Linked DNA regions of Mus musculus: regions 1, 2, 4 and 5 are each linked to region 3. Evidence: chromatin contacts called from public HiChIP or PLAC-seq, Micro-C and promoter capture Hi-C data. All regions are on one chromosome and are shown on one strand. The core of a region is the stretch at or near the end of the contact, and the rest is flanking DNA. Distances in the headings are between cores, read along the strand shown.

Region 1 (3,080 bases), core at 12-2,511, 270 kb before region 3:
AAAGCTAGTCTGGGACTGGGTTTCTTCAAGTCCTGAAGGGCGGACGCTCTGCACGGGCCGAGGCTGCAGGGCCAGCGCTGCTGTTGGCTCACTGTGTGACTGTGGGTCAGTCATGCTTTCTCTGTTAGTCATTTTTGTTCTGAGCCTGGGCTTCTGGTTCAGGTACCTGTCTGAATGCCCAGGGTGTGATGAGCTCCTTGGCAGAGAGTCTTTGGCATCTTCTCGGCTGTGTGCTCCACTTCACTTTTTTGATTCAGGGTCTTACTATATATACATAGCCCAGTCTCCGGTCAGGATCGCCTTGTCTCTTCTGTCTCCTGAGCACTGGGATCACAGGGGTGTGCTACTGCAACTAGATACCTCTCACACTTTAAACTGGTTTCGGAGCACATTACAAGTTGTCTCTTGCTCTTTGAGGGGGCTTGGTTCCAGGATCCGGTTAATATTGAAATTCAAGTCTTTTACATACAATGGCATAATTATATATATATATACACACATACAACCCACATGTCTTCTCATGTGCTTTAAATCATTTCTAGGTTACTTGTAACACCACGGCATGCAAGCTATGAAACATCACCATACTGTATTGTTTAGAGAATCACAAGGGAAATAGTCGGTACCAGTTCAGTACAAAACTCTTTCCATCCACGGTTGGTTGAATCATTTCAGTGAAGACACAGGACAAAGGAATGGCAGTAGTGGGACCCCTTCTCCCAGGCTGCAGGTGGTTGTTGTTCTTTCTGTGCTCCCTCAGTGGGTAGCTCCCGCAGTGGGTAGCTCCCGCAATTGCTCTTACGGGGGGAACTGCACTGTTTCTAGGGTCTAATGCTGTAGAGGTTCGGGAATGGGTGTCTGTGATGCTGGTGGTCAAGAGATTTGTACTGACTTTCTCCCAGCACCGTCCAGCAGTCTCATCCTCCTGACCATTTCTCCAGGAGACCAAGAACTTGGCTGAGTTCTCTGAGAAGTCCTGCACTCCTCTTTCACAGAGACGGCAGTCCACAAAGATGCCAGGTCTGCTTCAAAAGCACCTGCCGCAGATGGGCCCCAGCCTATAGATGCTTGGCTCCAGGTGCCTCTGGTCCCTCTGTGTAGCAACTCCTTTTCTGCCTCACGTGGGACTCCGTGGCAGACCAGGCGTGGCAACTGTTCGAGGTGCCCACTGCAGGAACACAGAGGACTTTTGTGCCAGGCAGTCACCACCCCTTAGCAGGCCCCTCCCTGCTCACAGAACAGACTTTACCTGCCGGCCAGGCGCCCAGGCGCCCGCAGACTCTCTTGAGCTTTGCTCGGTCTTCTTAAGGCACTGCACACCTAGGAGCTGCTTCCCGACGGTGCGGTGCAGCGCAGCAGCACAGGGGCCCAGCGTTCCTGCCGCGCAGCCCCACTGTCGCGGGTCCCCTCCCTCGGGGCTGATCATTAACTCAAAAGCAGTATAAGGAGTGAGTGGCCCCGGTGAGCCTGTGAGCCGAGAGGGACTCGTCGCCACCGCCATGGACAGTAGCACCTTGAGCCCCGCGGTTACTGCCACCGATGCACCCATCCCGTCCTACGAGCGCATTCGCAATGCGGCTGACATCTCAGTCATCGTCATCTACTTCGTGGTGGTGATGGCTGTCGGGCTGTGGGTATGTGCGGGTCCTGGGCACGGGCTAGAGAGGCCAGGGCGACTGTGTGGCATGAGAGGACACACAAAAATGCCATGGTTTCCCTGAGCCACAAAGGGGCAGGATGGGCTTACAGTGGAGATATCCCGGGAACGCTGGGGAAGAGTTCAGGACACAGGAGGCCTGTAGGTAGGAAGGTAGAGGATGCCGAAGGGAGCCTGTCAGAAAGGCCCTGGAAGATCCTGGGCTGAGGGGGGAAGTAGAGGGTCACAGAGACTAGAATAGAATGTGAGGGACAGGAAAGGCAACTTGGAGCAGCATTGTCTGACCTCTTAATTATCCACTTTCCAATGGGAAAGCAACAGCTGAGAGCCAGGAAGTCATCACCTCTGCAGACTGCAGGTGCTTGGGGCAGCCTATGGCTGACCAATGCCCCCTTCTGGGGAAGGGTAATCCAGAGGTCTTGCATGGTGGAATTAAAGAGGCCATCTGGGGTTAGAGATGAGGAAGGAGCAGGTGAACGGAGAGTGAACTGGTCTCAGGAAGAGGGAAGTATATATATCTCTCCTCTTGGGACTCTGGGACACACCAAACCAGAGAAACTTGTTCTTCAAAGCCTGGAACTTGGAAAGTTCATTTATGATGCTGGCACACCTAACAGCTGGGCAAAGTGTGCAAGCATTTTAGTTACCTCTAAAGGTTGAAGTGTGGAAGAAGCTGGAGTTAGGAAAGGATGGCAGGCATTAACCCTTTCACTAACAGAGCTCCATCAGGGAGTAAAAGGAAACATGGATTTTTTTCTTTTATTTTCAAAAAGAATTGTATAAATCACACATAACAGAAAGGCTCCCCAAGTGTCACTTGCATGGGACCTGTGGGGTGGACGCTTCATCAGTATACCTGGCTTCCTTAACAGTAGCAAGTGTCTAGCATAGGCACCTCGACTACTGCTCTCCTGTGGTTGAACTAAATGATGCAGAGTGAACCTCCCACAGCCTCTGTTCATCCACGTCTGAAATAGACGTGCTTGCATCTATGCCTAGGATCCCCTCCTCCAAATATTGAGAGTTGAGTCTGAAAGGTCTTTATGAGTCTAGGAATATCTCTTAGGCTTCTTCCATTCACCTTCCAGGGTTTGGGATCCATGCCCTGGATAGTTCTTGCTTGTATTTTCAAATAAGATGGGCAGCAACAGTGAGCTGGACAATACACCTTCACACGAAAAGCCACAGAACTGGGAAGACAGGAATGCCAGTTACAGTTTCACACACGAGGAACTTGAAGTCACAGGTGGTTGTGAGTTGCCTAAGATTTTGCAATCCTCGGGACTGTTCCAGGAACTTAGGTGTCCTGATCCTTGCCTAGACACTAGATCTTCAAGCATAGCGCTTGCTCCCTGCCTTCGCCCTCCAGTTCATGTTGATAGATACTGGAGCCAAGATGTAAGCCCACTATCTGCTAGCCATA
Region 2 (2,735 bases), core at 219-2,718, 330 kb before region 3:
TTGGTAGTTTTATTTATGATTTTGTAGATTAAGTTATGTGTGAAACAAACTAGGAAAATACACTGAGGAAGGATTATGTTTATAGAGAACTTCCTTATTGTGTCACATTTTTTATGTAAACATACTTTAATGAGTACATAAATAATATTTAAGAAACCAGTGATATGTGTTTGTCACCAGTGACAAAAATAAAATCATTTTGTGCTATTGGTATGTCCTTTTTATATACTATATACTTCTGTGGGTTCAGTTCTGTGTTTGAAGGCAGTCTAAATATGAAGGAATTTACTGTGTATGAAAATGTTAAGATGGCTATAGTATGCATTATATAACTACATCTTAACCCTTGAGTATGGGTGGAATTATTTTTTCCTGATAGTGAGAGGAGATAATTAGCATTGATTTGGCTTTAAAACTAAATTGATAATTCAAATAAATGTAATATATGTTTTTTTCTGTAAAAATACACATAAAACAATGCAGTATTTGCACATGTATATGCTCAGTATACTACATGCTACATATCTATCCTTACTCTTAGGGAATTTAAGACTTCAAATGGGAAAGAATAGCACCAAGAAACTATCAAGTAGTAATGTATTTTCCTAAAGTATTAATATTAGTGTTTATAACAGGGACTACTTAGAAACGTTAACCAGAGGGCAACATTCCTAAGGAGACTATTCCCCCACTCCGGGGTGTGTGTGTGTGTGTGTGTGTGTGTGTGTGTGTATAGAGCCAGGAAAGGAAAGGATGTGGGATGATGGAGAAATTTTAGTTTTTTCTTGTAGGAACCTCTCTGCGTTGTCCAGTATGATCTTAAACTCTTGGGCTTAAGTAGTAATGCTCCTGCCTCAGCCTCTCAATGGCAGGGAGTGCAGGTGCATACCGCTGTAACCAGATAAAAGAAATACTATTTTTTTTTAAATCAGGGGTTTCTCCATGTAGCCCTGGCTGGCCTGGAACTCACAGAGATCCCCCTGCCTTTGCCTCCTGAGCACTGGGATTAAAGGTATGTATCACCATGCCTAGCCTAAAGGAGGCACCATTAAGAGGGCATTTTGGTGGTAGTGAGCTGCTCGAATTCTGGGAGATAACCAAGCACACAGTGATGTAGATGGGCGTAGGCGTTTCTTGGGACTCTAAGGAGGTTGGGGAGGGGCAGCTGGGTCACTGGGGAACAGTCTGCAAAAGTTTCACTTTTTCTCTTATGTTCCCAGAGAACGTCATTGCTCTCTCCTAGTGGGAATTTCCTTCCTTCTGAAGGACACGGAACTCTGCGAGTACTGTGGTGTCCCAAGTGCTGCCAGGGCCGGTGCCTCCTGCAGGTGGCCCGGCACCTTATCTCCCCTACCCCCAGCTCCTTCCTGCCTTTCCTGGCTTTCCTCCCACAGCAGGAATAACCCAAGGCCAAACATTAACAGTGGGACCATAAAGCCACGTGAAGCTCAGATGGCTTCCAGTGGCCTGGACTCTCTGTGCCCTGTTATCGGGAAACACCGCCTCGCCACCCTGTGGGTGGAGGAGGAGGAGTGGCCGTGGCCACCCAGCACTTCAGCTTCCAGACTGCCACCCTGAGACTGGGCAGAGGATGCCACTGTCGCCTGACATCCAGGGTTTGGAATACCCATAGCAATGCCATTGTGTATTGAAGAAGACATCCTGATGTGTGTGAGTGGGTACAGATACCTGCATTGTGTTAAAAAACATGCCAGCCTTTCAAGTACCCTGGCACATGCACATCTATTGTCTCTCTTTTGTTCTTAGAGCCTTGTACTGAACCTACAGTAGCAGCATATCGTTGCTGAACTGATGTTCAACAACTGAATATCGAATAAGAAACATTTATGCTCACGCACACAGTCATCTTCACACATGCACATTTTTAGAGTGTGGATACCTACAGGTATAAATGCCTCATGTGTATCATTTCTATATCACACCCACGTGAAGTTAAAACACAATAGTAGACACACATCTGTCTGTCTATGCTCATGGCCATGTGTGTATAAATAAGCATATAAACACACAGATTCCTGAATGGTGGTGTCTGTGATGAGAGAACATGGTTCCATGTGTGATGCACAGTTTGACAACTTCCCGCAAAGACCACCTTTCACTTGTGTCCTGGGATGTTTGCATACACTTTCAGTTACGACTGATTGTTTCCTCCACAATGTTCTATGTATTTATTCTATGTATGTGAGTACACTGTCTCTGTCTTCAGACATTCTAGAAGGAATCGGATCCCATTACAGATGGTTATGAGCCACCATGTGGATGCTGGGACTTGAACTCAGGACCTTGGGAAGAACAGTCAGTGCTCTTAACCACTGAGCCATCTCTCCAGTCCTTCTCTTGCCTTGCCTTTTCCTTCTTCCTTCCTTTCTCTCTCTCTTTCTCTCTCTCTTTCTTTCTCTCTCTCTCTCTCTTTTTCTTTCTTTCTTTCTTTCTTTCTTTCTTTCTTTCTTTCTTTCTTTCTTTCTTTCTTTCTTCCTTCCTTCCCCCTCTCTCTCCCTCTCTCTCCCTCCCTCCCTCTCTCTCTCCCAAAGACTTATTTTATGTGTATGAGTGTTTTACCTGAATGTATGCATGCATACCATGTGCATGCCTGGTGCCAGAGGATGTCAGAAGGGAACATCAGATTCCCTGGAACCGGAGTTACAAATGGTTGTGAGCTGTCAGGCGGGTGCTGGGAATTGAACCCAGGTCCTCCAGAAGAGCAGCCAGTGCTG
Region 3 (2,833 bases), core at 241-2,740:
CTTCTTGCTCCTGTCTGCAGCAAGCTCAACTTTTGACGGACCCCCCCCACCCCCCCCCGCCCCGCCGCACATATGTACAAGCCTGGCTTGACACAACCTTTTCTTGTACTTCTTTAAAAGACATTTTCCAACTCCTGAGATCACACAGCTGCTAAGCCTGGCAACTTCCGTTTGAGTAGTGGAACCCACATGGTGGAGAGAACCACCTCTCAGAAATTGTCCTGATCATACTAGGGAGGGTCCCACCTTCTAACCCCCCAATAAAAAAAAATGTAATAATATCTTAAAGACATTTCATTCTCTTTAAATTTTGGGGGTGGGATGGGTGGGGGCAATCTGTGCATGTAAAATGAGAAACTACAGTCCACGATCAATCTCACGAGTGTATGAGGACTGGGACCTGCCAAGAGGTGGTGGGAAGAGCTCAGATTCCAAACATCACAAGTTGAGTTGCCAGATCCTCACATATTGAACACAACACAAATGAACGGGGGAGGGGGGGGGAGGGGACGGACGTGTCGGGGGAGTCCAGTTGACTTTGTTCACTGACCCGGATTCAGGGAAGGGTAGGTAAGTGGGTGGGACAGTAGGCACACCATGCTTTTAACAGTCTAGTCCAGAAGCTCAAGACCGTCCTGCAGGACACACAAACTGGCTGAATGCCCGCTCTATGGGTGCAGACCCGAACCCCAAACCGGATACACAGGGAGACCGGTGTATGCTTCTCCTTTGCTAAGCGAAGCAGGAGCTGACAGCGGAAAGGCAGAGCGAGTTGTGAGCCGGCTAAGGCGGCAGTATCCGGGGTCTGTGCGTTCAAGAGTTGGGCTGAAGCAGCGTGAGGTTGGTAGAGGCCAGAGTCCTGAACACTGTGAAGCTGTAGGAAGGGAGCAAGCAGCTCTAGCCGAGAGCTGACATATCTTCTACAATCATCTACGTTGAGACTGAACTGACATTTTAAAACATCCAATCAGTGCAACCACCACTACCCCAGGGCAGCCTTGCAACGGTGCCTCCCACCATAGCCTGTCCTGGGGTGGACAACTGACCCGGTCAGGGAGGCGGGCCGACCCTTCCCAACCGGACTTGCGCCCAGATTCCCTTCTGAGCTTTCTTAGCAGATATACAGAGGCTGTACATAGGCCGCGAGCCTCCTGGTGGCCAGAGAACTGATCCCCAGATCAAAACTTCTTTCTGCACCTCAGTCTCATACTCCTGACCCAAAGCCACCGCCCCTTTAAGAACTTGCCGGGCCCTCCCGCCTCCTTTTTCTCGCGCTTAGTTCTTCTCGATCTGCCCCGCCCCCTGGAGGAGCGTTGCGTCACCGCGTTGCCGCGTCCTCGCGCCTGCGCTGTGGAGCCGCTCCAGGCAAATGACGGAGACGGGTGGCTGCCTCATCTGAAAGGGACTGGACCAGAGCGGGCGCGTCGCGGTGACTTCCGCTCCTGCGCCGCGGGTCTTCGCGAGTGTGTGCCCGCTGCTCTCTGGGGCCTGTAACAGAGAGAGCTCTGTCTACACCGGAAGGGGTGGGCGAAACAAGCTGCTGCATCCTGCGGGCCGTGTCACCGGGGCTGAGGGACGCTGGTACTACGTCTCCTGAGGCAGCGAGTGCGGCGGACTGAGGGTCGTGGCTGGTCAGATTCTCGGCCCGCAGGGTCGGATCAGTCGCCCCCGCAGTTGTCCAGAGACTGTCGCTTGCAGAGAGCGAGTTTCTTGTGCGGCCAGTTTGCTTAAAATTTAGTGACATTTCCCCTTAGCCCGCGGTAACGTCACCCACACAGCTGACCGAAGACTGCCGGAGTTAGTCTCATCTTTAAAACCTTAGCTAATTATCACCGAAGGGCTTGATGGCCTTCCGTGGGAATGTGGTGGCTAGCCTTCTTCGCCTGGGAGACAACCTACAGAGACACCCTAGGGCCTTTGCCGTAATCCCCAGTATTTGGAGTCCCCCATAAACTTAAAACTAAGACCGTGAAGTATTTATTGTATGTTAACTCAGCATCTCCGCGTCCCTTGTTTCTAGATATGGATCAGAAACTTTCACAGTTGATAGAGGAGCTCACAACTTCAGGAGAATCCCAACTCAATGCTCAGAAAATGAAGGAACTGAAGAAAATTTGCAAGTATGTATTGAGGCTAAATGTGCCAATGTCCCCTGAGCACCCACACCGTGGAGATTGTGGACCCTCTGCCCTCTTGTACACCTCTGCCACCTCCTGCATTCACTACCTAGGAAGGAATTATCTGATCACCAGGGCATGGTGGCATTTGCCTGTTGTGAGGTAGAGTTGGGAGTAGCATGAGTTCCCCGCAGCTTGGGCTACATAGTAAGGCCTTGTCTCAGGAACCACTAAAGGATTTCTGGGGCTGTAATCCTGGTGTACCTGGGTCCAGAATGTCGCGCAAACTCTGAACTTGGTGCCTCTGACGATTTCTGTAAGGTATAAAGCTATCACACTATGTCAGTAAAAGTAGATCCTCTTCTTTTCCGTTGGAGTAAAGAGTTCATGATTGGGTCAGTGGCTCTGGCCTCCCCACCCCCGCCCCACCCCCAGGGATGCTCAGGAGCCCCAAGCATGCTGTCCCCAAGCAAACTGTACCACTGAGCTACCTATTATTATCATCATCATCATCATTATTATTATTATTATTATTATTATTATTATTTCTCCTTCTCCTCCTCCTCTCCCTCCTCCTCCTCCTCCTCCTCCTCCTCCTCCTCCTCCTCCTTCTTCTTCTTCTTCTTCTCTCTCTCTCTCTCTCTCTCTCTCTCTCTCTCTCTCTGACAGATTCTCATGTAGCCCAGGTTAACCTCTTTACTATGTAGCTAAGGCTG
Region 4 (2,972 bases), core at 465-2,964, 460 kb after region 3:
CTGATAAGTGACATTTATTTACTTATGTGTTTATTTTTAGATTTTTGGTATGAGTTCCTTGTATTTTTGTCATGCTTGGGATTTGCTAAACTGACTGTTAGTTTGTTTCACTAAATTGGGAAATCCCCTCCCCCCAAGTTTTTTTTTTTTTTTCCTTCTTCATCCTCTCTTTACGTTCTGGGTGGGAATACAGACTTCATTTTGTTCCTCAGCATGGTGAAACTATATTCTCACCTCAAAATTTTCCCCTGTTTTAAAAGTTGGAATATTTTAAATCTAGTTTCAATTTTTTTGACTCTTCTCAAATGTGCCTTAAATTTGTTTTTGAGAGAGGGTCTCTCTTTGTAGTTCAGACAGACCTTGAATCTCCATCGACTGGGGAGATTGCTCAGTGGTTAATGGTGAGCATTGTTTGTCTAGAGTACCGGAGTTTGTTTGAGTTCCAGGGGATATGACACCTTCTGACCTCTGCAAATACACAACACACACACAGACATATACATGAGTAATATAATAAAATATTATAAAAAAATGAGAATATCTGTAGACCAGGCTGGCCTTGAACTCAGAGAGATCATCCTGCCTCTGACTCCTAAATGCTGAGACTAAAGGCATGCACCGCCACAGCTGGCTTCTGGTGTGCCATTAAGACAGTCTCTTAAGGGGTTGGAGAGATTGCTCAGTGGTTAAGGACTTGCTCCTCTTGCAGAGTACCTTGGTTGCGATTTAACATTCACAACGATCGTTAATTTCAATTCTGTGAGATCCAGTGCCCTTTTCTGATCTTCATGGGTGCTGGACACTCCTACATGCGCACGCGTGCGCGCGCACACCCCCCCCCACACACACACAGGTGCACATAAATCATATATTTAAAAAAGACTACCCATTGACATTTTTACTTTTAGACAGCATTTCTTAGTTATAGATTTCCTACTCCCTTTCATTTCCCCTAATACTTGGGATCGAACCAGGGCTGGTGTATATATGCCATCAGCCTACTACTGAACACATCCCTAACTCACTGTACTTTTTTTCTTTGAGTTAGACTGTCACTAAGTTATCTGGGAGTGTTTTGAATTTACTCTGGCCCAGAAAGGCCCCAGACAGGTGACTTCCTACCTTAATTTGGTATGGCAACATATAGACTTTTTAATAATAACTGCTTCTCTGTCATAATTTTTAATTATTTTAATTTTTAAAAATGTGTATGGGTATTTTGCCTGTGTATTTATACACCACAAGTGTGCCTAGTGTCTGTGGAGGCCAGATGGGGGAGTGTTAGACTCTTACAACTTGAGTTGCAGGTGGTTGTGAGCCACCGTTTAGTTGCAGGGAACTGAAACTGGGTCCTCTGCAAAACACGGTAAGTGTTCTTAGCACTGAGCCGCCACTTTAGCCCACAGGTTAAACTCTTAAGTCAGGCATCCTGCCATGTTGGTTGGTGGTGATATACCTGTCCCGACTACTTTCCCTTTTACAAATGATTCCTTGTCTTTTCAGCTGTATTATTTTGTGATATTAAAATTACTTTGTACAGACTAAATTATTGTATAAAACATTGTAAATTGTCTCAAAAGACAACACTGAATAAAACTCAACATCTTCAGAACTAGAGATACTGACATACCTATACTAGGTATAAAATGTAATATGTTGCCTTTTTTCTTCCTTTTATTTATTTTTTATTTTTATTTATTTTTTAATGCTGTAGTGTTCTAAGAACCAAAGGATCTAGGCTGGATGGAATTTAGCATCAGAAAAAGTCCTCTTTCTGTTCAGAAAGTTGTAAAGTGCATGAAGATGAAGCAGACACCAGAAATCCTTGGCAGTGCAAATGGAAAGACTCAGAACTGTGAAGTGAATCATGAATGTTCTGTATTCCTCAGCAAAGCTCAACTTTCTAACAGCCTACAGGAGGGGGTCATGCAGAAATTTAATGGCCATGATGCGCTCCCCTTTCTTCCAGCAGAGAAGTTGAAAGATCTTACTTCTTGTGTTTTTAATGGAGAACCTGGTGCTCATGATACTAAATTGTGTTTTGAGGCCCAGGAAGTAAAAGGAATTGGGACACCACCCAATACTACACCTATCAAAAATGGCTCTCCAGAAATTAAACTGAAAATCACCAAAACATACATGAATGGGAAACCTCTCTTTGAATCTTCAATTTGTGGTGACGGTGCTGCTGATGTGTCTCAGTCAGAAGAAAACGAACAAAAATCTGATAATAAGACTAGGAGGAACAGGAAGAGGAGCATAAAATATGACTCTTTACTGGAGCAGGGCCTTGTGGAAGCAGCTTTAGTGTCCAAGATCTCAAGTCCTGCAGATAAAAAGGTATTTGTGAAGGATTCTGTTGGATTATATGACAATTAATGGTGTGCATGAGACCTATGTAGAATACATAAATGTTTGACAGTAGGTGGAAGGGATGGGAAACAACCCTGATGGTGGCAGTTGCCGTCTTGCCTTGGTCCTGTGCAGGTGATACTGATTAAGGCTTGGCTCCTGGTTGGTTGTTGGGCTTCCAAATATCTGGACATTAAGTACCACAGCCACAAGTTGTGCCACTTGAGAAGGCTAGTGAGGTTAACCATTCAGGATTAAAGTGGCTAAGAAGGCTTTGATCCCAGCACTCAAGAGACAGAGGTAGGCAGACCTCTGAGTACAAAGCCAGTCAGGGTTGCCAATAAGACTGTCTAAAAACAACAAGAATAATAATTTCTGAATGTAGGTCTGTCAGTTTTCATGACCTTATTAGGTCTACTGTTTTTATGGGTTCCATCTCTCAGGTATTTTTAGGCTAACTGCTCAGTGGAGATATATTAATTTCACAACTACAATATTAAAGTAAACTAATATTACTAACTAAGTCTGTGCCATCTAGTGAATAATGGAACAGAGCTATGCTATGGAGAAGCACTGCTGTCATGCTTTCTACATGTGCCACTGTCTACTCAGTGGTCTTT
Region 5 (2,983 bases), core at 288-2,787, 340 kb after region 3:
TTAGAGTCCTCTTTCCTGCATGTGTAGCCCATTGGAAAACAAGGTAGCTTGAGAGAGATGGTCTGTTGGGCCATGGGGTTCAGAGAACAACCAACACTGGCCTGAGATTCCTGACTGGGTATTTCTAACAAGGAGGTCATCTCAGAAATAAAGAAGTATTGCTGTTTGGATGGATGCTCAGCTCCCAGTTACAGAGTGTGGAGGGTTCTGATAAATCCTCCAGACGAAGGGCGTGGAAATAGGGGTCAGAGCTCACATTCTGGTTCATTTACTGATAACTAATCTGCCAATAGATTAGGGGAGAATGTCTGCTATGACCCCCTGGGGTGGCATCCTGGGAGAGGACCTGTGGGCAGCTGCCTGGGGGTGCCATGGGAACCCAGGACTGGATTCTAGCCAGTCTGCAGGGAGGGGTCCTTGGCCAGAGCAGGAGTAACAGTAGGCAGAGCTGCCCAGCTCTAGGGTGGACACACAGGGATGAGAGCATGAGGGTTCTGGGGCCAGGGCTTTCCCTGCTCAGCTATCTGGGAAAGATAAGGGTGATGAGTAAGCCAGTGAAAGGTGTTCGTAACCCACGAGCCATTCCCCCCCCCACCCCCCCCATGAGCAGTTTTAAGTTCTTCAAGCCACATACAGCCAGACTGGGCAGAAGCACTGAGCCAGGTCCCCATGTATCTGGCTCCCATAGGCTTCATCAGACCTTGTGGAACTTGTCTGAAAGTGAGACAAGGTTCCCTGCCTTGTGAGGGTAGAGAGGCCATCAGTCACAGGGTGGTTGCTGTTACAGAAGTTCTGCCAGGCAGGACCTACAGCTTGCCAGCATGATGGGGTGACCAGGCTGATCCTCCAGGGACCAGCTGTCATTGTGACACTCCCCAGATGGAATGTGTCCCACATGATGGGCGTGCTGTGCTAGGACATCCATAGGTTGGAGTTCAGGCAGCCTTAGGGTAGGGCAGGCTCCCCTGCTTTGTATCCCCAGCTCTTCTCGCTATTCCGAGAGGCTGGGTAAGTTTCTTCCAAAACCTGTGTGTTCTTGGGGAAGTGTGGACATCGTTCCTGAGCAGGATGCAGGCAGCTGGTTAGTTTGATAAATACAGCAGCGTGTCCGTCTTTTCTAGGGTGCAATCCCTGGGTCTTTCATCATGTAAACTCTGCTCCATCCTTCACTGGAAGACCTGTTCACACGTATTTGTATTTGTCTTCCTGGAACTGTCAGGCTTTGTACCTGAGGATTTAGTGCTCTTTGCACAGGGTTCATTCAGCTCAGGGGGCCAGTTCACTGTGAAGACGCCCTAACACCTAGACCCCCACCGAAGTCAACCTTCTGAGCCCTTGAGCACAGCTTTATTGGAGGGAGAAGCGTGCTGGTAGACAGTCCTGAGCTCGGCATTGCTTCAAGGGGTCGAGCGTGCGACCCTTGCCTCGCCTGCTCCGCCCCAGCTGGGCTCCCACGCCCTCTGGGACCGCCCGGCGCCCCCGCCTGACCACGCCTCTTCGGATCTCCCGCCCCCTGGCCGCCGGGGAAGGGGAGTGTTCGGGGCGTGGCGGGAGCACCCCCCAACCCCCGCCCGGGCTGCTGCGCGCCGGGCAGCCCCAGTTCAGTGCACTGTGGCAGCGGGGGTGGCGGGAGCAGCTGGCGCCGTGCGATCCACTCCGGCGGGGGGACTCAGTGGTGGGCGGCCGGCCACTGGGACAGAGGAGACCCTGGAAAAGCGGGCCGAGAGACGGAGCCGCGCGTGGTGAGTTGGGCTCTAGCGGCCGCCAGGTTAGTGTGAAGGACTCGGCTGGCACTCGGAGGTTCCGGGCGGGCTCAGAAGCAGTCAGGGGGTGAGATATGCGGGAAGTGGAGCGGTTCGTAAGTGCGGCGAGGCCGGGGCAAGGCGCGGGCTTCCCGCTCTGGAAAGTTTGCGGCTACTGCCTCCGTCCTGGGAGGGCTCTGCGGCAACCAGGGAGGGAAGGAGGAGGGAGGAACCGCGGCTGGGAGGAGGCGGCCGGCGCCAGGCAGCCCGGGAGAGAGCTAGGAGTCGGCGGGCGGGGCGGCCGGGGGTCGGGGTTCAGGAGCGAGGCCGCGCTTCCCCGCTGCCCTCCGGAGTAACTCAGTGCTCTCCTCCTGTAGTCTCCACAGAGGCGTTCTCCCACCGGCGCCGGAGCCGGGCGTGGGGGGTTGCAGCATGCCCGCGCGCGCTGCTTGAGGACGCCGCGGCCCCCGCTCTGGAGCCATGGTAGTCCCGGCCTGCGTGCTAGTGTTCTGCGTGGCGGTCGTGGCTGGAGCTACTTCCGAGCCTCCTGGTCCAGAGCAGCGAGTTGTGCGGAGAGCGGCAGGTAAGGACTGACCCAAGGTGTTCTTCTGGGGGCCGGCCCTGAATCACAGGGGCTTTGGCAATGGTGAACAGCCCTTGGGTGAGGAAGGGGCGTCGGGTTGATTAGCACCACAGGGGCTAGTGCGCCGAGGTTTGTCCCCTGCCCCGCAGATCGCTGTCAGCTCGGACGCGGCAGTTTATAGGGGTGTCTGTAGGCTGGGAGCCACCACCCAAGTGCGAGGCGTCACGTGGACCGGTGCCCGTGACGGTGGTCCCAGGCAGAGGGGCGTTGGGAAGGCGCGCGAGCTGACTTCCCACGATTCCTATTGTTGCTTCTCGAATTTGAGAGGAGGAAAAATGCCTGTTATTGATTCAGCCGTTCTCCCGGAACAGTTCTTCCTCTGCTTCAGCTAAAGGAAGGCTGGACGTTGCGGGGTGGATAGTAGTATCCCAGCCAAAGCTCAGCTTCAGGGTTTCGCATGACAAGGTGACAGCTTCAGTGCGGCTGCTCCCCTCTTATCCTGTAGGCGGCCTGAGGGGTCGGTTCCCAGGGGCGCGCACAGACTGCCCTTCAGGCCGCACGCTGGGAGATGAGGGGCGGTTGTCCCAGGATCTTGGCGCCGCCTAGGTAGTCCCGCTGGCCACCAAAGTCCGATGGGACACTTGAATGCCCTCAAACG

Evidence for each region. Promoter capture Hi-C pulls out the DNA fragments that hold promoters and counts their contacts. A called contact is a pair of places that touch in the nucleus more often than the background predicts. HiChIP or PLAC-seq counts read pairs in DNA pulled down with a chosen protein or histone mark.
Region 1: a Micro-C map of embryonic stem cells shows a contact between it and region 3, with 2.8 times the contacts expected there. The contact joins the promoter of Slc5a1 here to the promoter of Uvssa in region 3. A contact is called at or near these places in 3 of 39 promoter capture datasets (embryonic stem cells, liver and stem cell-derived epiblast-like cells), 1 of 484 Hi-C or Micro-C datasets (embryonic stem cells) and 2 of 9 other capture datasets (adipose tissue and pancreatic islet).
Region 2: a promoter capture Hi-C map of liver shows a contact between it and region 3, with 2.6 times the contacts expected there. The contact joins the enhancer-like site here to the promoter of Uvssa in region 3. A contact is called at or near these places in 7 of 39 promoter capture datasets (the 3T3-L1 cell line, embryonic stem cells, hippocampal neurons and 3 more), 1 of 15 datasets of contacts at CTCF or cohesin (the NIH/3T3 cell line), 7 of 484 Hi-C or Micro-C datasets (the G1E-ER4 cell line, cerebral cortex and embryonic stem cells) and 3 of 115 datasets of contacts at active chromatin or transcription factors (the NIH/3T3 cell line, large pre-B cells and pancreatic cancer cells).
Region 4: an H3K27ac HiChIP or PLAC-seq map of double positive thymocytes shows a contact between it and region 3, with 2.2 times the contacts expected there. The contact joins the promoter of Nsd2 here to the promoter of Uvssa in region 3. A contact is called at or near these places in 5 of 39 promoter capture datasets (embryonic stem cells, hippocampal neurons, liver and 1 more) and 3 of 115 datasets of contacts at active chromatin or transcription factors (the 230-238 cell line and double positive thymocytes).
Region 5: a contact with region 3 is called in an HNF4G HiChIP or PLAC-seq map of pancreatic cancer cells. The contact joins the promoter of Fgfr3 here to the promoter of Uvssa in region 3. A contact is called at or near these places in 2 of 39 promoter capture datasets (embryonic stem cells and stem cell-derived epiblast-like cells), 1 of 484 Hi-C or Micro-C datasets (LSK cells), 2 of 115 datasets of contacts at active chromatin or transcription factors (memory CD8 T cells and pancreatic cancer cells) and 1 of 9 other capture datasets (embryonic stem cells).

The regions. Positions count from the first base shown.
Region 1 is chr5:33,102,958-33,106,037 of GRCm38.p6, forward strand. It overlaps Slc5a1 (solute carrier family 5 (sodium/glucose cotransporter), member 1), which reads left to right and starts at 1,262. Exons shown (of 15, transcript NM_019810.4): 1 at 1,262-1,634. The coding sequence starts at 1,500.
Region 2 is chr5:33,051,938-33,054,672 of GRCm38.p6, forward strand. No RefSeq gene overlaps it. Among named protein-coding and RNA genes, the nearest start is that of Gm40278, 13 kb to the left of the region's middle. Within about 2 kb of position 1,469, at least 12 of the 459 cell types and tissues checked have an H3K27ac peak or open chromatin away from gene starts, as enhancers often do. A contact at or near this core is called in liver, where this site is marked.
Region 3 is chr5:33,377,206-33,380,038 of GRCm38.p6, forward strand. It overlaps Uvssa (UV stimulated scaffold protein A), which reads left to right and starts at 1,491. Exons shown (of 14, transcript NM_001081101.2): 1 at 1,491-1,797; 2 at 2,021-2,120. The coding sequence starts at 2,023.
Region 4 is chr5:33,841,398-33,844,369 of GRCm38.p6, forward strand. Nsd2 (nuclear receptor binding SET domain protein 2) reads left to right here and starts at 1,715. Exons shown (of 21, transcript NM_175231.2): 1 at 1,715-2,340. The coding sequence starts at 1,744.
Region 5 is chr5:33,720,187-33,723,169 of GRCm38.p6, forward strand. Fgfr3 (fibroblast growth factor receptor 3) reads left to right here and starts at 1,538. Exons shown (of 18, transcript NM_008010.5): 1 at 1,538-1,742; 2 at 2,120-2,325. The coding sequence starts at 2,223. RefSeq lists promoters at 1,383-2,223, 1,383-1,587 and enhancers at 1,743-2,119, 1,950-2,008.